Regions from separate parts of the Mus musculus genome. Here regions 1 and 3 are each linked to region 2. Evidence: chromatin contacts called from public HiChIP or PLAC-seq and promoter capture Hi-C data. All regions are on one chromosome and are shown on one strand. The core of a region is the stretch at or near the end of the contact, and the rest is flanking DNA. Distances in the headings are between cores, read along the strand shown.

Region 1 (2,825 bases), core at 7-2,506, 760 kb after region 2:
CACAGGGACAGGAGTAGCAATCTGGCTGGTCACAGTGCATCGAAGGTCAAGAAGCAGAGCAAGGACAGCAAGTGGGCCACACTAAGAGGACGGCACTCAGTGGGGACATTGGGGGCAGTTGAGGGAGTTGTGGGAGGGATAGCACTAAGGATGTTTGAGAAAGCCATTTGGAAATCATGCTTTCTAAATTTACAAATACATCTATATATACAAGAGTTTAGCTGGAGCTACCCTACGTAGGTTGCCTAGTATGGGATGCCTCTCCTTGAGTTGTTGGTCAGGTGACCCTCCCACCCACCACCACAAAAAAAAAAAAAAAAAAAAAAAGGCTGTTGCTCATGTTTGCCCATCAGAACCTGGTAAGACCCCGCTGCTGAAGACATCATATTTGGTAGCAGGACGTGGGGAAATCTCTGGCCAGCTTTCATAGTACCAGAAGGTGCAATGTAGGCTGTAGGGGGTAGGGGGCGTGAGTCAACAGTTTTACTTGAACTGTGAATTCTGGGAGCTACAGTAGTGACCATTGTGCCAAGATAATGGCTATGGGTGCAGCAGTTACATGTTACAGGAGTCACCATGGGTGCAGCAGTGACATGTTAAAGGAGTCATGACTTTCTGGTTGGAGTTAAGGCCCAGTGCCTAGGAGGAAATGTTAATCTGGCCAAGAACTAATGGCTAAGAGGTTCCAAGTCCCCACTGCTGCGAACCATAGTGGATGTACTACTGCTGTTCTGCTAAAGGGTCATAGTAGCAACGTGTCCTTTAAATTTGCAGCTCTGTCTTCATGGGAGAAGTCTCTCTGTGCAGTAGACACTGGTTAATGCAGAAACTCATATCTGACCAATACAGACATTATCTAGGGAGCGCTCAGTCGTAGATAGGACACCCATGTATAACACCCCTTTCCACCGGCTTGACTCCTCTAAATAATCCTGTCAGCACAAACTGGACTAGGTAGGTTATAAAAGAAATGAAGTTAGGATGGGGGTAGATTTGGGAGGAGTTGGGGGTGGGATGGCTATGATAAATGTTATGTGCAGGTATGAAATATATATACTAAAAGTGAAAGCCAAACCTTAAAGCCTTCTCCTGTGACAGATTCCAGCAAGGAGCTACCTCCAAAAGGTTACATAACCTCCCCAAAGAGTGACACCAGCTGGGGACCAAATGTTCAAACACACGAGCCTATGGGAGAAATTTCATGTCCAAAACACAACAGCTTTATTTTCTAAAAATGCACATTGGTATAAGAATGGTAAGAGAACACTTAAATACTCCCTCCCTCAGACACCCGTTCAAGACAGTCATGTTCCCAATGTCTTCTAGGGAAAGCTTTCAATCTAGGATTGGGGATCATTTAATTATGCCTTTTGATTTATTCTGGGAATTCTTTTTTCTCGATTTTCACAACTGTCATTTCTGAGATTTCCTAAGTGAGGTTCACTGGAGCTGACGACTCGTGGGGGGAAAGTGGAAGCTGTCAAATGCGGGAGAAAGTCTGTAGTTGGAAAAGTAGGTTGTCAATTAGGTGGCCCGTGTAGGCTGTAGAGGCGTGCAGGGCATGGGTGGGCATCCGAGAGGAGAAAGAGTTTACCTGCCTTCTTTTATCAAACACTTAGGTTGAGTCGGCTGGTTTCACGTTCCTCTCCTTGTGGGTTGTCCTGGCGTGACTTTTGAAATGCCACCCTAGACCATCAGCACGTTTTTATGCCTCAGGTTTGAAAGTGTCTTCTGGGGTTCAAGTTTGAATATGAATCCACTAAAAATACTCTCAGAAGTCCCAAGGCTTTCTTCAGAGACGTTAGTAACAGGATTTTTGTTATCTAGGCATCCATACCCACATTCATGTAACCTGGGAACTCTGCTGCTTTTGAAGATGAGAAATGGCTTCTTGCTCATTCTACAGCCATTAGTTATTAGGCAGAGGAGGCTCTTAGAAACTCTTGATAATTCAGCACAATTGAGTCCTCATGGTGGTCCCTGAAATAGAAGCCGCTTTCATCCGAAAAGCATCTCAGAAAGGTTGATGGTGTACACATTAGAGATGAATCCGAATTGCATCCAAGACTGGGTTTGCTAACTTATATTTATGTGCTTACTTTTTTGGGTCAGGGTCTCACTGTGTAGCCCTCGCTGGCCCAGAACTCACTACATACACCAGATGGAATTAACAGACATCCACCCATTTCTGCCTCCAGAATGCCAGGATTAAAAGCATGCATCACCATGCCTGGTCCACAGCTTTTCCCCCCTGTCTTTTTAAAACTGTAGCAGTAATCAGGGATGTGTGGGAGGGCACAGCTTAAGATTGCTTAGGATTCCTTCCTCTAAGTGTTGAAAAGTTGAACTAGACAGGTTTGCCTGCTAACTTTGTAGAACTATCCCTTACTGTGAGCTGCCCTGTGGGGAGCCTGTTATATACACAGATGTGGGTTAGGAGTCCACATTTATTGAGAACAGGGCTAGAGAACCATGGGTAGCAGCTGTGGGGCATTTATTTCTCCACCCGATTTTCATTCTCTGAGAAACGAAAAAACAAAACAAAAAAACCAGACAACATTTTGTACAGGAAGAAGTCGAGGTCTCCAGAGAATCGCTGATGTGGTCCAAATAGCAAAAGTGGCAGGGGTGGGATTTGAACTCCCATCTTTTAACTCTAAACCTTGAGCCCCTATTTACTTATGTCCTTGTGTAGCAGGCACAGGAGGATGGCAGAATTTTTTGTTAATTGATGTAGCAATGGACTTTATTGAAGTAACCCTTGCCCTAGTTTTCACTGTTTAGAATAAAGAGCTAGGATTAGCACCTGACCCGGCGAATCTTGC
Region 2 (2,822 bases), core at 127-2,626:
TTGAACACCTCCTAAGCGCTACACAGAACAATCCACTGCTCCGTTCTGCATGGTAAGGGTTTTCTCTATAGACAGGAGGAGAAGCTTTCAGGCGGTGAAGACTGCCGTTTATAATACCCAGGCCTGGATTTGTATAGACATTGATCTCTGTGGATTGGGAATTATAAACGCCAAGGAAAAGCTGAATCCAAGAACCCCAACACTTGCTGAAAATACTATCTAGAAACGCCTTGGGTCTACTCTGGTCTCTGGTGCTGAGGGACACTCCATGAGGGCTGCAGGTGACGTAGCTGCTCTTCCAAGAGAGCAGCTCTTAATGCTTTGCTGGGCAAATCTAGAGCCTAGCCATGCTCCAACGTATCCTCACCTCCCTCAAAGCAAAAGATTTCCAATTACTGTTCTGCAGAAAATGTCAAAAGCATTATTCACCAACTCATGATCCCGAGGTTTGTAATTTTTCCTATGTTTTTACCCTTATCTGCCAGCACTTGAAAAAGACCAGCTTTTTCCTCTCAAGAGAGCTTAATTTGCAGAGCCGTGCGGTCTCCCTATTATGTTCTTATCGTCCTCTCCCTGTGGTAGGCAGAATGACAAGGATGACAAAAAAAAAAAAAAAAAAAAAAAGGGAACCAAAAATATTTGAAGACTTCCTGAAAATCTGTGGGATGAAGCATCCAAAAAGCTAGAGGCTCCCGTTTTCCCAGTGACCTGGAATAAAACGAAGGGCAGTTGGCCTTAGCTCTTGAGGTTCACTCAGAAGGAGGTTCACAACGTCCAAATCCTCCATCCTGGGGCCCATGGAATTTCCTCTAGCGGCTTAATTGAAGGATTAACAGCTCTGAGGTTCTTAAGACGCAAAGAGGTTCTCTCTCCCGAGGAATGCTCATACCAAGACTATATTAAGTATCCTAAGGACCAGAGGCCAGTGGATGGATGGTTGGCTTTTCTCCGGTCTCCCTGGGCCTCCCCACCCAATCTCTGATAAGGCAATTGACATTTTTCTCCGCTATGTGCTATGTTAAGTGCTATGCAAAAGGAAATTAAACCTCCTAGCTCTAGTTCTTCCACCTAGATGGCGCCCCAAGCCCTGCCTACATGGCGTTTCTGAGCCGCAGTCTCCCTGGATCGGTTCCTCCCAGGATCCCCAGGAAGCCGGCGCACTAGGACTGCTGTTTCCCTGGGAGAGCGGTCCTCCCCGCTCAGGGGCTTGCTCGGGGGAATCCCCGCCCACCTTGTCATTCCTGCAGGGGAATCCCCGCCCCCTGGGCCTGTCACTCCGGGAAGGTAGTTCCCGCCCCTCGGATCCAGCAGAGGGAAGGAATCCCCGCCCATTCTGGAGGCTCGGAGCATCCCTGCGCTGCGCAGCGAGAAGCTCACTCCCAGCGCCAGTGCGTACTAGCGGCGGGCAGTGGGACGCGGCGGGGCGGCTGCGGCGGGCGCCCTCCAAGCGCCCCACCGATCGCAAGACGCTCGGGATCGCGCCTCCGGCGGCAACCAGCAAACCCCTGCGGCGCGGCTTCTCCCGGCAGGCGCGGCAACAGCACCGGTGGTGGTGGTGGCAGGGGCGGCGGTAGCTGCGCCGGCACCGCCGGGCGGCGCCTGAGTCTGGACGCTCCAGGAGCGGCTCGAGCCTCCGCCGATCCGCGAACAGGTGAAGAGACCTGGCGCCGCAGCCGCGACGGGGGTGGGGCTTCGGGTGGGCTAGCGGGGTAGCTGAGCTCGATAACCCCAAGACGGTGTGCGCTGGAGAAAGTTCAGTGACAATCGGGTGTGGGGATCCCAGTTCAAGCAAAGAGGCGAGTGAGGGCACCCAAGTGGGTCCCCGCGTTAGGTGGCGCAAACTCCTCTTCCTTCTAGTGGGAGGTAAGAGGGGCACAGTGGAGGAGAGAGGTTGGGCGGAGCGAGATGGAGACAGCGGGATAACCGGAGGCGCCTTGCCTGGGACGCCTAAATCGGGCCAAGAATCCTTATCCCAGTGTGTTGGTTTGTCTCTCTACCTTAGCCAGTTACTGTTTTAAGGACCATCCTCCCGCGCTTCATCTCTCGCTAACCCCCCTGCCCACTAAGTGGCGCGAGAAAGAGTCCGCATGAAGAGCAAGGGCATCTTTGGGGGTTTAATGTCATCTGCCAGGGAGATAAGGGATGTTCCAGTAGGAAAGTATTTCTTCCTGAAGTCCCCCCCCCCAAAAAAAAAACCACCTGCCCGCCTTTCCCAATGAAGCACAAGACTGAATTGTGGTGGGGGGAGCATCTAGGACCCTGGACAGAAGTTTACCAGCGGCCCTTCAGCAGCCCTGCTCTCTGCATAGCTCTTGATAAGGGACCCTGGAGTCACACCAGGTCTGGCATGTGCTGGTGGCAAACACTGGAAAGTCGGACACTGGGGCATTCCAGAGTCCAGGCATATACTGGAGATTTGGGCATTGTGGAGGCCTGAGCTGGGGCTTGCCTCTTCCATGGGTTTTGCTTGACAAGTCACAATGAAGCTCCTGAAGGTTAAGTGGTTGTGGAGTGACCAAAGAAAGTGAGTTTCTCTTGCAGACACACCCCTGAATCTTCACAGCACTTCTCTTGGGGGGGGGGGGGGGGAGGAACCTCCCACATTCATCTCTGCTCCAGGCTTGGGCGATAGGGTCTCGACTGTTTCTACTGGGTCAGCTTTTTCTGGCCCGTGCCTTCTGGGTGGGAGCCAGGTAGGTACACGCTGGCAGGTGTGGTGTGGGAGGACTGCTTGTGAGGGCGGAATAAAATCTCTCAGAGCACACCCCTGGCTGTGGGTGGTTGTTCTAGCTCCATGAATTTCTTCTTCTATTTGGATGAGC
Region 3 (2,760 bases), core at 47-2,546, 620 kb after region 2:
GGGCAGGGGGGAAGACCTCAAAGGAGAACCACCGGTCCACTTGGAGCCGTCCTCAATGGCTCCAAAGGCTACACACGCATCATCTACCCTAGGAACTTCGCACATCTTTTTCGGTCTAACAGCTAAACGATTCACAGGTGGTTGGCATATTAACATCTCCGCGAGCAAGAAAACCCAAAGGGAATGAGATGGAGGCGATGACGCTGGCAAAGTGGCAGTTAATCTGAGGGGCTGGGGGCAGGGGGGTGGTTGGTGGCGTCGGGGACCCAGGGCCAAGGGAAGGTACCGACAAAGACCTGCTGTGTGATCTGGGCTCCGGGGGCGTCGCGGTAGAGGCCGCTGACTCCGCACTCCGCGCGAGGCCCCTCGGCTCACTCTCTCTCCATTCCCCGAGCCAAAGGGAAGATAAGAGGTGGGGGGGTGACAGGGTGGAGGCGGGGACCCGGGAAGCCGAGGGGCCGCAGCGGGCGGCTCGGCTCCGCTCCAAGGCCGCGGGAGGCCATTTTACCTCCGGGGCCGTCCAAGGCCCTCCACGTCCCCAACCCCTCCGCAGTCATCCCTCCCCCGTCTCGGCCCCTCCGGGGGCCGCTGTCCGCCGGAGCCGGAGGCCGAGTGCGACACGGCAGGGAAGGGCGGGTGTGGGGAGGGTGCGGGGGGCTCCCGGCCGCGCCTGCCGCGGGGACCCGGGCTCTCGGGGCGGTGCGGCGGGGGCGGGGGCGGATGCGGCCGCGGGGCCGGAGCGTCGGCGGGAGCCGGACCGCGGGGCGCGGAGGGAAGAGGAAAAAGGGAGAAGGCGGGGAGCCGTTACCTATACTGGGCCGCAGCCGCCGCCGCCGCCGCCCCGCTGTGGGTGAATCCAAAGTAGTTGCCGGTCGCCATTTTGGCATCTTCCCCCAGCCGGCTGGGCACTGCGGCGGGCACGGAGAGTCAGGTCCCATGGCGGGAGGGCAGCCGTCAAGGGGTCGGGGTGCCGAGGGATGGCAAGGGAGAGAAAAGGGGCCGTGAGAAGCCGCCCTGGCCGGCGGGGACCGCGGCCGCGCCGCCGTCCGCCTCCCTCCCCGCACTCCCTCACTCACTCGCACGCCCGGGTGGCGGCCGCCGCCTCCTCCCCGGAGCTGGCCCCAACCCCCGCGCCTACCCGCCGCCCAGGGCCGGGGCAGGGCATGGCAGAGGCCTCCACGGGCCACATTTAGACTCACCATAGGTGAAAGAAACTACAGGGCATATGGGAATCATGGGCTCGGGCTGCTGCTGCTGAACTCTGAACTCTCACCCGCTGCCTCCCTCCTCTGCCCCACTCCTCCTCAGCGGAGAACAGACCGCCGCCGCCGGCCGCACCGCGCAAGCGCGCTAGTGCGATGCATCCTGGGAGATGTAGTCCTTACGCCCCGCGCCAACCCCCCCACCCCCCACCCGGGGGCTGGCGCAGGGCCCCCCGAGGAGCGGATTTCTGGGGTGCGGATGTGGGGTTCTCTCGTGGGACTACGGGCCCGGCCTTATCCTAAGCGATGGTGACTCGCACCCGCTGCAGGGAGGCTACAAGGCGGAGGAAGAGCGCCTCGCTCGGCCGCGGGGGAGTCGGGCAGCGTGACCAGATAGCGTGACGTCTGTTGGCCTTTTCGCCGCCTTACTTTTTCACCGGTTTCCTTTACTTTTGCGGCTGCGTTTGTTCTCTCTTTCAGCCCTCCTCTCTCCTTTAATTTCCATTAACATTTGAGCTGGCCTAATTCCTGTTGCTTGTCACTGGCCTTTGGAAAGGGGAGGAGACAACGATGGGGGGGAAAAGAGCAGAGGAAGTGCTGCACCAAGCATCTGCCCAGAACCCTGCCTGTCACAGGGGTCACACATTTTGCCAAGACCCCGCCCCACCTCACAGACAAGGAGCCTTTCAGGGTCATGTTGGCGGCCCCCAACAAGGTGTTGGGCGTTGTAGATGCCAGAAACGAAACGTGACATGTTGTAGGAGCAAAACAAAATCCCTGTTCACATGGAATTTTTGTTCTGGGAAGTCTTATGACACACTAGAGCCAAAAACATAGAAAATGTGGTGGGTGGGACTGGAGTATTAGGAATAAAAACAGGACAATGAAGATAAGGGGAGTTCGGGCGGTTAGGGCAAGCCCTGGAATAGAGACCTGACAGAAGCAAGAAAACCACCCAGGTAGCTACCTGGAGGAAGGGCAGTGGAGAAGTCTATAGAGTATCAAGGAAGTCACTCTGGCTAGAACTGAGTGCGGGGATGACCAGTTCAAATGTCTTTGTGAGAGTCTTAGATTTCCTGGGTAGAGGGGCATACACCTATAAATCCCATCATTGGAGAGGCTGAGACAGGAGGATTTCCCAGAGTTCTAGACCTGCCTACACTACAGAGGGAGACAGTGTTTCAAAATAGAAACTACCCACCTATTCACTCCTTACCTGAGCTTCAAAAGAGTGCCAGGTCTCCCTGGGTCAGGATCAATACTTTATAAATAGTTCTTTACTGCATGCAACTGTGTCTTCATTACAGATGCTTTAGTGTTATCTCTGTATTGTCTCAGGCCATTTTCAGTCACACCTCCCCCACCTCCACCCCCCCCCCCCCCGCCCATTTCTTTTCTACTGCTAGGGATGGAGCTGAGATGACCTGAGCTAGCGATCGTTCTCTCTCTCTCTCTCTCTCTCTCTCTCTCTCTCTCTCTTCTCTCTCTCTCTTTCTCCTTTAGTTAGGGTCTTGCTGGCTGACCTGGAGACCTGGCACTCACTATACTGCTTCCGCTG

Evidence for each region. Promoter capture Hi-C pulls out the DNA fragments that hold promoters and counts their contacts. HiChIP or PLAC-seq counts read pairs in DNA pulled down with a chosen protein or histone mark.
Region 1: a contact with region 2 is called in a promoter capture Hi-C map of hippocampal neurons, with 4 times the contacts expected there. The contact joins the enhancer-like site here to the promoter of Pdzd2 in region 2. A contact is called at or near these places in 5 of 39 promoter capture datasets (the 3T3-L1 cell line, embryonic stem cells, hippocampal neurons and 1 more) and 1 of 484 Hi-C or Micro-C datasets (the N1E-115 cell line).
Region 3: an H3K27ac HiChIP or PLAC-seq map of extraembryonic endoderm stem cells shows a contact between it and region 2, with 9 times the contacts expected there. The contact joins the promoter of Zfr here to the promoter of Pdzd2 in region 2. A contact is called at or near these places in 2 of 39 promoter capture datasets (hematopoietic stem and progenitor cells and hippocampal neurons), 3 of 484 Hi-C or Micro-C datasets (embryonic stem cells and uterus) and 1 of 115 datasets of contacts at active chromatin or transcription factors (extraembryonic endoderm stem cells).

The regions. Positions count from the first base shown.
Region 1 is chr15:11,976,737-11,979,561 of GRCm38.p6, reverse strand. No RefSeq gene overlaps it. Among named protein-coding and RNA genes, the nearest start is that of 1700047G03Rik, 11 kb to the right of the region's middle. Within about 2 kb of position 1,256, at least 4 of the 459 cell types and tissues checked have an H3K27ac peak or open chromatin away from gene starts, as enhancers often do. A contact at or near this core is called in hippocampal neurons, where this site is marked.
Region 2 is chr15:12,738,446-12,741,267 of GRCm38.p6, reverse strand. Pdzd2 (PDZ domain containing 2) reads left to right here and starts at 1,376. Exons shown (of 26, transcript NM_001081064.2): 1 at 1,376-1,651.
Region 3 is chr15:12,116,387-12,119,146 of GRCm38.p6, reverse strand. It overlaps Zfr (zinc finger RNA binding protein), which reads right to left and starts at 1,296. Exons shown (of 20, transcript NM_011767.2): 1 at 1,200-1,296; 2 at 809-908. The coding sequence starts at 1,236.